Regions from separate parts of the Oryctolagus cuniculus genome. Here region 2 is linked to region 1. Evidence: chromatin contacts called from public Micro-C data. All regions are on one chromosome and are shown on one strand. The core of a region is the stretch at or near the end of the contact, and the rest is flanking DNA. Distances in the headings are between cores, read along the strand shown. Region 1 holds the start of RCOR3 (REST corepressor 3). Region 2 holds the start of SLC30A1 (solute carrier family 30 member 1).

What was found. Hi-C and Micro-C count contacts between places; a contact is called where the count stands out from the background.
Region 2: a Micro-C map of ear pinna shows a contact between it and region 1, with 4 times the contacts expected there. The contact joins the promoter of SLC30A1 here to the promoter of RCOR3 in region 1. A contact is called at or near these places in 3 of 6 Hi-C or Micro-C datasets (ear pinna, psoas muscle and an unstated tissue).

Annotation. Positions count from the first base shown.
Region 1 is chr13:25,933,795-25,938,615 of mOryCun1.1, reverse strand. It overlaps RCOR3 (REST corepressor 3), which reads right to left and starts at 2,814. Exons shown (of 12, transcript XM_051820536.2): 1 at 2,441-2,814; 2 at 2,039-2,095. The coding sequence starts at 2,606.
Region 2 is chr13:26,162,729-26,167,633 of mOryCun1.1, reverse strand. SLC30A1 (solute carrier family 30 member 1) reads left to right here and starts at 3,535. Exons shown (of 2, transcript XM_051820544.2): 1 at 3,535-4,784. The coding sequence starts at 4,169.

The DNA.
Region 1 (4,821 bases), core at 1,565-4,064:
TTAACTCTACCTCTCAAATCAATCAACAAACTTAGAAAAAAGGTAAAATGGTCCACCTAAGTTTAAGTAGCAACTGGTTTTAGTTGTGTCCTTCCATTTGGTGTGCTTCCAGTAATTATTAAGTAGAAAAGGAACAAGTGAATTTAAAGAATAGCTTTATCCTTATTGCAGTAACAAATATCAGTTACAGTCTGAGTAAACTGAAAATACTTTATTTAAAAACAATAACATTTCAATTCTTTTTTCCTCCACAAAGAAATTAAAATAAAGTTTAAAACCAGTAAAACATAACATCAACTAACTTGGCTAATCATGTAACGGCCATTTAAAATCTAAAGTATTTTGTTAAATGAGTTATTCTCTACATTTTGAAGCGTGCTCCATGGTGGAGTTTAATCACTAAAAACTGGTTCATGCTGCAGGCCACGGCAAGTGTAAGTCTGCTGAGATGAAGACGCCCTAAGACCCCAACAACACACACACGACTGCCGACGAAACAAACACTGACTCAGAATCCTACCCAACGGGGCAACACACAGGCTTGTTTACCAATCTAGGAGCGAATTCTGGCTGCGGAGTGCTAACGTGGAAATGACTTTGTCAGTACTCCCCCCAAAGCACACCGTGCCAGCGAAAGCGCCCAGCGAGAACGGGGTAATTCCAGCCAGGCTCACTCTTCCTAACCAGGAAATTCAACCTTTCCTGAAAAACTGCCATGGGCTCATTCCACCCTGGAACAAACCCCACGAAGCACTTCCCACAGCTAGGGAAACTGAGGCCCGGGGAAGGCTCAGAGCAAAACCAAAAAAGCTGGGAACTGAATCGGGTCTATCTGAAAGCCAAAGTACGTGCTTTCTAAATGTCAAGCTCAACCCTGAGGCAGCACGGGTAATGCGAAATGCCATTCGCCTACCAACTGCATCAGTAAAACATCAGCTCCCGAGAGCATCGCTCAGTCTCCGAAGCCCACCAGGCCACGGGCGGACAGCCCGGGAGCGAGACTGCACAGTCACGTCGCGGAGACGGCGCCCGCACCGCAGGGCCGCCACCTCCTCCGGGGACAGCAGGCGCCGCGGCAGGGGCTCCGGGCCGGAATTCCGAGTCCGGTGGTCTTAGGGGCGCAGAGGAGCGCACACGGCCCCTGCGCCTCACACTTGGATCAGCACGCTGTTCCCTGCCCGCCCGCCCCCGCCTCCCCGACCATCTGACAGGAATCCGAGGGTCCGACACACACCCCGCCACGGGAGGCGGCAGGGGCGAAAGCTCCCCGAGCCACCCCAGGAAGAAAGGGGTGCTCGGGAGTCGGCAGCGCGCCGCAGCCCGCGGGCAGGGTGGTCGGGCAGGGCGGAGCAGCGCTCCGCCGGGAGGCTCCGGCAGGGGCGCCGCCGTATGCGGAACTCTCGCCCAATCCCCGCGCAGGCTGCGATCCCGTGACCGCCGGGGAGCCTGTTTGGAGAAAAGTAGACAGGGAACCCGCAAGCTGGCTTGGCAGAGGCCGCTGGAACCTGGCTGCTCCGGGAGAAAATGTCTCCTTGGCAGCCGCGGCCGCTGTCCTGCGGCCTCGCCGCGCGCCCGGGCCGGCCCCCGCCCCTGCCCCCGCCGCGCGGCGCCCACACTCCGCAGGGATCCGCGGCCGGCGGTGTGGCCGCCGACCCCCGCAGGTCCGTCCATACACGCACACACACACACCGCCTCCCCTGCCGCCCTCGGCTCCGCAGCCGGTCCTCCCCCACGCCGGCCGCCGACCCCCGACCCCACCGCGGGCCCCGATCCCGCCCCGGGCTCAGGGGGGCAGGAAGGCGATGCCGGCGGAGGGCAAGTGGCCTCCGGAGGAAACCATGTTAACCTTGCAATGCACGCCTCTGCCCACACGCCCTGTGTCACAGCCCGGCCGAGCCTGACAGCCTCCGCGCCGGAGATGCGTGCCCAGCCCAGCCCCACGCCCGGACACCCCTGCCCGACCCTCCCCCGACCAAGCCCAGACCGGGGATGGGGGTGGGGGTGGGGGACAGGAATTTGCTAAAGCAAATGCATCTACCTGGATCAAATTCAGGGATCCGAGCTTGGTATTCAGCCCCGACTCTCATCCCAACATCTGCAAAGCAATGCCAAGAAATAAAGAAAAAAAAAGAAAAAGACACACTTAATAAAAAATAAAAATTGCAGGAGGGCGGGCAGGAGCGGCGGGTGGATGGGAGATACTAACTCCGGGCGCTCCAGGAGATGGCAGCGGTGGGGGCGGGGAGCGGGGGGCGGAGGGCTGGGCGCGGGCGAGGGGCGGGGGTCGCGGGGGTGCTGCTGCACTGCACCGGGAGTTCGCGGCTACCGCAGCGCCCGGGCTCCGAGGGGAGGGAGGGCGCGAGCGCGGCGAGGGGAGGGGGCTGGGGGAGGGGTGGAGGGAGGGGGGCAGGCGGGCTGGCGGGGAGGAGTTCGAGGCTACCACCGTGCTCGTCGTCGCTGCTACAGCCGCTCTCGGGCTCCGAGTAGTGCAGCCCGCCGTTGGTGGACGAGGCGCCGCCGCCGCCGCCCGCCGGGCTCTTGGCGCTGCCGTTGGCCGACCGGTTCTTCCCCAGTAACTCAGGCCCTTTCTCCATCATGCCGGGCATGGTAGAACAGGGGAGGGGGCGGGCGAGGGGGAGAGGTAGGCGTCAGGGGGAAGGGGGCGAGGGCTCGCGAGCGCGGGCGGGGACAAGCGGCGGCGGCGGAGGAGGAGACGGCGGTGGCGGCGGCGGCGCCGGCGGCGGCGGCGGCGGCGGAGGAGGAGGAGGGTGTTAATATGGAGCCGCCATAACCGCCCCGGTCCGGCAGTAGCGCAGTCGCCTCACAACAACCCGCCCGAGCCCCGCCTCTCTCCCCTCCTCCCCGCGCCGCCGCCCGCCCCGCGCAGTCCCGGGCGCCCCCCGCGGCCGCGCCGCGCTCTACGCCGCCGCCGGTATCACTCCGCCCCGCAGGGAGGTTCCGGCCGCCGGGGCGGGGGCGGCGCGGGGGGAGGGGCGGGGAAGCCCCGCTCGCCGCCGGGCGGGCCGCCCCCGCCGAGCGCGTCTGCCGGCGCCGCGGAGGGCGGCCGCCGCGTGGGCTGCTCTCCTAGGGGGCGCTGCGGAGAGCGGGCGGGACGAGCCCGGGCAGGGCGCGGGACTCTTTGCCTTCTTGGGGGCGGAAGGAACGCGGGCCGCTGGAGGCAGGGCCCTGGAGACCCCCGGAGCCGGGGCAGGGGCAGCGGTCCCCTCCCGCGGACGCGGCTGCGGGCCCTGGCGGCCGGGACTGCCGTGGGCGGCGCGCGGCCCTCCTCAGACGCTGCGGCGGCCCGGCCCGGCCCGGCCCGGCCTCTGGGACCCGCGGCGCCTCGGGTTGCTGGGCGCGGGTGGCGCGCGCGGGCTGGAGGGGCGGCTTCGGGGTTCCGCGCCCCGGCGGGCCAGAGCGGTAGACTGGGCCCCGATGCCCGGACGCTTCAGAGTCGGGCTCTCTGGACCTCGGCCTCCCGGAGAGGCCAAGCGTGGCGGATGAGCGTGCGCCCCCGAGCTGTGCCTCTGCGTCCCCCGCCCGCCCTCTCTCCCTCTCCCCACTTTGCCCTCCGTTCTTTCTCGCTGTCGGTGAGGCCGGCGCCCCTGGCCTGCGGCCCTTCGCGGGGGCGCGTGACCGGTGGCCCGGCTGGGAGCAGCGCTGGCGGAGCGAGGCTGGCCAGCTCCGAGATGCTTTTCTGAGTTGCGTTAGGCGAAAGGGAGTGGGACCCGAATATGCTCATTCGGGAGACCGGGGCCGCCTGGCCATGGGGCCGTTTACAAATTTCTCACCGATGAGGAGGGGGAGGACTCCAGACATTGAAAGTAAAGCTTGTCCTGGAGCGGTCACTGCGGATCATTGAACCAGGAATGAGCGTGGGTGGTCAGAGCCAGCCCTTCCTGAGAGAGCGAACACCCCTCGCTCAGGAATTGAGCCCAGAAAGCCCGGGAAGCAAGTAGCTGGCAGGGTCCCCGTGGAGAGAAGACGCCCCCTGCCCGGGTACACGAGCTGTCTGGTTCTGGAGGTGGAGTTCTCAGCGTGGTGTGATTTCACTACATGGTTAATCATACAGCGAAAACCTTCTGTCCTTTTCTCAACAAATGTAGTTCTTAGTATTGGAATGCCCATATAAGTGTTCTACTAGGAGGGAAAGCTGGGCCTAATGGGACCAGTAGCCGTTTCCCTCCACGTTTAGGTTTCCTTCTTTTAAAAAAAAAATATTTATTTGAAAGTAGAGTCACAGAGAGTGGGAGAGACAGAGAGGTCGTGGGTCCGCTGGTTCACTCCCCAAATGGTCGCAAAGGCCACAGCTGCCTCTGGTGGAAGCCAGGAGCTTCTACCGGGTCTCCCACGTGGGTGCAGGGGCCGAAGCACCTGGCCATCTTCCACTGCTTTCCCAGGGGCCTTAGAAAGAAGCTGGATCGGAAGTGCAACAGCCAAGGCTTGAACCGCTGCCCATATTAGGTTTCCTATTGTATATTAATGCGTTGGTAAAAATTTTTAAAGATTTATTGATGTGACAGGCAGATAGATCGCCCATCTTCTGGTTCACTCCCCAAATGGCCACAGTGAAACGGGAGCCAAGAACCACAACTCCATCTGGGTCTCTCGTGTAGGTGGGAGGGGCTGAAGTACTTACTTGGGCCATCTTTTGAGGTTTTCCCAAGCCCACTAGCAGGGAGCTGGATCAGAAGCAGAGCAGCCAGAACAGAACCCTGATGGGAGATGCCGACATTGCAACTGGGAGCTTAGCCTGCTGAGCCACAACACTGGCCTGGTAATTTTCTGCAAGAGAGTCTAATGAATGTGACTTAGCATCTC
Region 2 (4,905 bases), core at 2,286-4,785, 230 kb before region 1:
CCCTCTCTTTCACAGGGCTTCCCTTGTACCTCTGAGACCTCTCGCGCTGTTTCTGGGCTTTATTACTGCATTGTTCCCTGTTTATTCTCCTCCGGGAAGAGCTCAAAAATCAAACTTTGGCACTCAAGTTGCTGCGCGAGATTTCAGTTCATACTTGCAATAATTATTCAAGTGCATTCCAAAGGGCAAACAAAATCTGATTTCCCCATCATTTTTGCTTCAAGATGGAACACTAGAAGCGATTTTATGATCAACCAAAGTCAAATGCAATGTGGTTTTCACATAGTTTCTTCTGCCTTTCTGATCGAGGTGCAGCTGTTTGCACTCACGATTTCTGGTAACCCAAATTCTGAGGTGAGTTTGTCTTCCACAGTTTTTACAAGAATCTTACAAGATTCTTTTAAACTGTCATGGAGAGCGAGGAAAGCTCCTGAGGGCTTTGAGACTGCAGGGTTTGTGTTAAGCACTTGACTTTCATTCAAATTGGCAGTCTCTTTTCAAAAACAGCATTATTCTCTCATCTTTAAAGTATGCTGGGTTTAATCCGGTTGGATACTAAGCAAGTTATCAAGGGACTTCTCAAAATTCAAGAAGAAAAAGTCAAGCCATATTACTCAACCTGAGACCACAACCTCTAGGAGTGTTGGTCAATAACAGAACAGTTTCCCTTCATTTTAATCCACTCCTGCCTGTGCTTAAAGTCTTCCAGCACAAGCAGCTGAACAGGGAAAAAATGGAGTCAGGGAACCACGTTATTTCGCCTTCATAATGCTAGGGGAAAGGGAAGTTTGACTGAAATGTTTCCCTGTTACGTAAATGATATCACCCTCTCTGGAGGGCGTGATCGTAACTTCTCTACAACCCGGAAAACGTGCCTCCTGCACCTGCCAGCTTATGAGAGAATAAAACACATTGTCTGGGCCTTAGCGCGCACACAAAGTGGGTTCTCCTAATGGCCTATGAAGATGAACCTACCAAAACCCCATTTTAACATGTGCCTACACATCTCCCAATCTCGTCTGTGTAGTGATTAAAGGATTGCTACCGTATCTGTGAAGTATGCCTGCCTTTTGCATCTCTGTATTGGTTCTTCTTTGGGTATCAAACTCTCACATTTGAAAGAATCTTTTAATTAAAGGGACCCAGCGAGGCAAAATGGCCTTCCAACTGCCTCCTGGTGGCTTCCGCGAGACCGGCTTGGAATCCGTAAGTGGCTCCCCACTTGATATACATAATGGACTGGTAGGAAGAAGGTTTGAAGTTGTGTATATAGGATCAGAAAAATCTGATATGGACCCATTGACCATATCAAAGGAGAGACTATGGAAGAACTGAAGCTCACCAATCCAGACTTCACCTCAAATTCAGCACATTAACAATGGAACTCGGGGCGGGCGTTGTGGTGGTGCAGGTCGGCGCCACCCCTCACCCTGCATCAGGGCGCAGGTTTGTGTCCCCGCTGCTCGGCTTCCAATCCGTACCCTGTCGAGACACCTGGGAAGCAGCTGGAGCAAGTACTTGGGCCTCTGACACCCACAGGGGAGACCTGAGAGGAGTTCCTGGCTCCTGGACTTGGCCTGGTCTAGCCAAAGATCTCTTTCATGTTGCCTTTCACATCAATAAATCTCTTACTAAAAAATGGAACTCGGGGCAGATGTCTGGCACAGTGGGTAAGGCACAGGTTGGGACACTGACATTCCATATCGGAGTCCCTGGGTTCACGTCCCAGCTCCTCTTTGCATCCCAGCTTCTCGCAAATCCGCATCCTGGGGAGAAGCAGGAAACGAAGGCTCAAGCACTTGAGTCCCTGACTCCTAAGTGGGAGACCTGGGTTGAGTTCCAGGCTCCTGTCTTCAGCCTGACCCAACCCTAGCTGTTGCTGGCATGTGAGGAGTGAGCCCGTGGATGGAAGCTATCGCTCACTAGCTCTTTGCTTTTCACATAAAGGGGGGAAAGGAGCTCCGTATTTCCCCCTTTAAACCAAGCTTCTTGGCCCCCTTCCCGGCTGCCTCACCTAGTCAAGGAAGTGGTTTCCTTGCCAGATTAGGAGCACTGTGAGTATCTTTAATTCTGCTAAGCAGCCTTCTTCCTCCCCATACCCTATTAATCACACAGCTCTGTCAATTCTTCCTTAATAATGACTGGGAAACTTTCCATTCTTTTCTATCCCAGCAGAACAAACACAGAAAATGAAGATGTGGCTCTCCAGACTAGATGGGGAGTTGAGAAACACTCCACATACAAGTGAAAAAGAATTTTATAGACTTAATAATACCCCCCCCCCAAATGCAAAGTAGCCTAACTCATGTGCTGATCTGAAGGCAAGGGCTGGCACTGCGTTGGTCTGGCACAGATGTGGAGCAGCTGGGGGCCAGCTCCCCCACCAGGGGCAGTGGAGAGGCCACTGTGATGATCCTAAGCTCCAGCCCACCCCACTTGGACCAGGAATCCTTCACCTCCAGATCGGCTAATCGCCGCCCCAGGAACCCTGCGTGTATCTCCAATCTGAGCCAGTGCATAAACACGCCTTAGGGAGGGCTCTGTCATCACTTAAAGTTTGTACCCGCCTATGTGACCCCCACCAGGGCAGAAGCTGCCCCTCCCCCTCCCCAGCAACACCAGCACCGCAGGGTTCGGCCGCGTGGTCCACAAACACAAAGCCTCCGAACGCGGGGCTCTGAAGGAAGCCCGGGTCCCGCTCGGCCATCGATCCTTCCCCTCAGCAACCAACACACAGGCCGAGAGGGGCCCGACGACTTGCCGGTGATCGGGCAAGAGCCAGAGCCCAGGGTCCTCCTGCTGAAGTCTGTGCCCTAAATGGTCCCTGGGTAATGAGTGACAGAAAGCCCCCGCGTTACACAGGGCCTCCTGGGGGCGGCGTGACAGGGGCAATTTGCTTTACGGAAACATTTACAAAGATCTCCTTCACGCCACTTGCAAAGCCGCCCGCAGGACGAACTCCTCGGCCCGGCGGGGCAGAGTCACAAGTTACGTCCGGCACTTGTTTATGAGTCTGGAGGCTCTGACAGGGGCGCGCACCCGAGGGCCCCGCATGCAGGGGCTGCCCCCGGCCCCTCCCCGGCCGCCGGGCTGTCACAAGCCGCCGCGCAGCCCGCCCCCACGTGGACTCGACTGGCAGGATCAAAGTCTGTTTGCAGCCCGGCCCCGGCAGGTGTGCGGGGGGCTGCGAGGACCCCTCCACACCTAACGCGGCCTTGGCAACGCCCGAGAGGTTCCCGCCCGCCCCTCCCCCTCCCGCTGCACGCGGCCCGCGCCCCCTACCCTCCCCCACGACGCCCGCCGCTGCACCCGGCCGCGGCCCCCGGCCCACGCCCGGCTCCTGTAGGGAAAGGCCCCGCCTCCATCGGTTGGAGCCGCCACCCCGCCCTCTCCCGCCCCTCCGAGCTTCCATCCAATAGCCGGGGCGGATGGGCGGGGCGGGGCAGCTGTCGTGAGGGAGTCCTGGCCAATGGGAAAACGTTCCGGGCCCGGTGGGCGTGGCGTTGGGGCCTTGTCACGCTCGGGTCCGTGTGAAAACGGGGGTTCCGAGTGCAAAGCAAAGTTTTTTTGTAAACCGTCTGCAAAGGCGGGGGGGCGAAGAAGGCGCCCGAGACCGGGCCGAGTGCAGCTGCCGTGGCCGCCGCCTCTTCAGCTCCTCAGCGGTGGGCTCCTCAGTTCACTCTCAGCGGAGATCGGCGAGGAGAGCCCTCAGATGCTCGGAGCCCTCTCGGCGCGGAGCTCCGGGTCACCCTCGCCCGCCGCCCGCCTGCTCCTGCTCCTGCTCCGGCTGCTCGTCCCTCGGCTCCGGGAGTCCCGGCTCCCCGCCGCCACCGCCACCGCCACCGCCACCACAGCCGCCGCCGCCTCCGCCCCGCTGTGGGTGTGGGGGCTGCCAGGGTTGAGCAGGGCCTCGGCGCCGGCTCGGAGAACAGACGCCTGAGGAGCTGCGCGCCGCCGCCGCCGGCCGGCCGAGGACGCCCGCAGGCGCGGGGCTCAGCGGCTTGACCCCGGGCTCGCCCCCGTGCGGCCGCGGGAGCCCCGCAGCGGTTTCCCGAGCTGCCGGAGTCCGGCGGCAAGAGCCCCGCGCCGCCCTCCGACCCGCGTCGCCGGGTCGCCGCCGCCGCCGCCGCCGCCGCCTCCCGGGTCGCCGGGCCGCTCCGCCGCAGCCATGGGGTGCTGGGGTCGGAACCGGGGCCGGCTGCTGTGCATGCTGCTGCTGACCTTCATGTTCATGGTGCTGGAGGTGGTGGTGAGCCGGGTGACCTCGTCGCTGGCGATGCTCTCGGACTCCTTCCACATGCTGTCGGACGTGCTGGCGCTCGTGGTGGCGCTGGTGGCCGAGCGCTTCGCCCGGCGGACCCACGCCACCCAGAAGAACACGTTCGGCTGGATCCGGGCCGAGGTGATGGGGGCCCTGGTGAACGCCATCTTCCTGACCGGCCTTTGCTTCGCCATCCTGCTCGAAGCCATCGAGCGCTTCATCGAACCGCACGAGATGCAGCAGCCGCTCGTGGTCCTCGGCGTCGGCGTGGCCGGGCTGCTGGTTAACGTGCTGGGGCTCTGCCTCTTCCACCACCACAGCGGCTTCAGCCAGGACTCCGGCCACGGCCACTCGCACGGGGGCCACGGCCACGGCCTCCCCAAGGGGGTCCGCGTCAAGAGCAACCGCGCCGGGGGCAGCGACGGCAGCGCGGCCCCCGGCGAGCAGGGCCCGGAGCTGGAGGAGACCAACACCTTGGTGGCCAATAGCAGCAACTCCAACGGACTCAAGGTGGACCCGGCAGGTGAGCGCAGCAGTCGCGGCCGCAGGTGGTTGGGTCTGGGGAGTCCCGGCCACCCCGCCTGGCCCTGGGCGGGGTGGCCGGGACGCCCCCTGGCGCCCGCGCGAGCCCGGCCGCGCCGCCG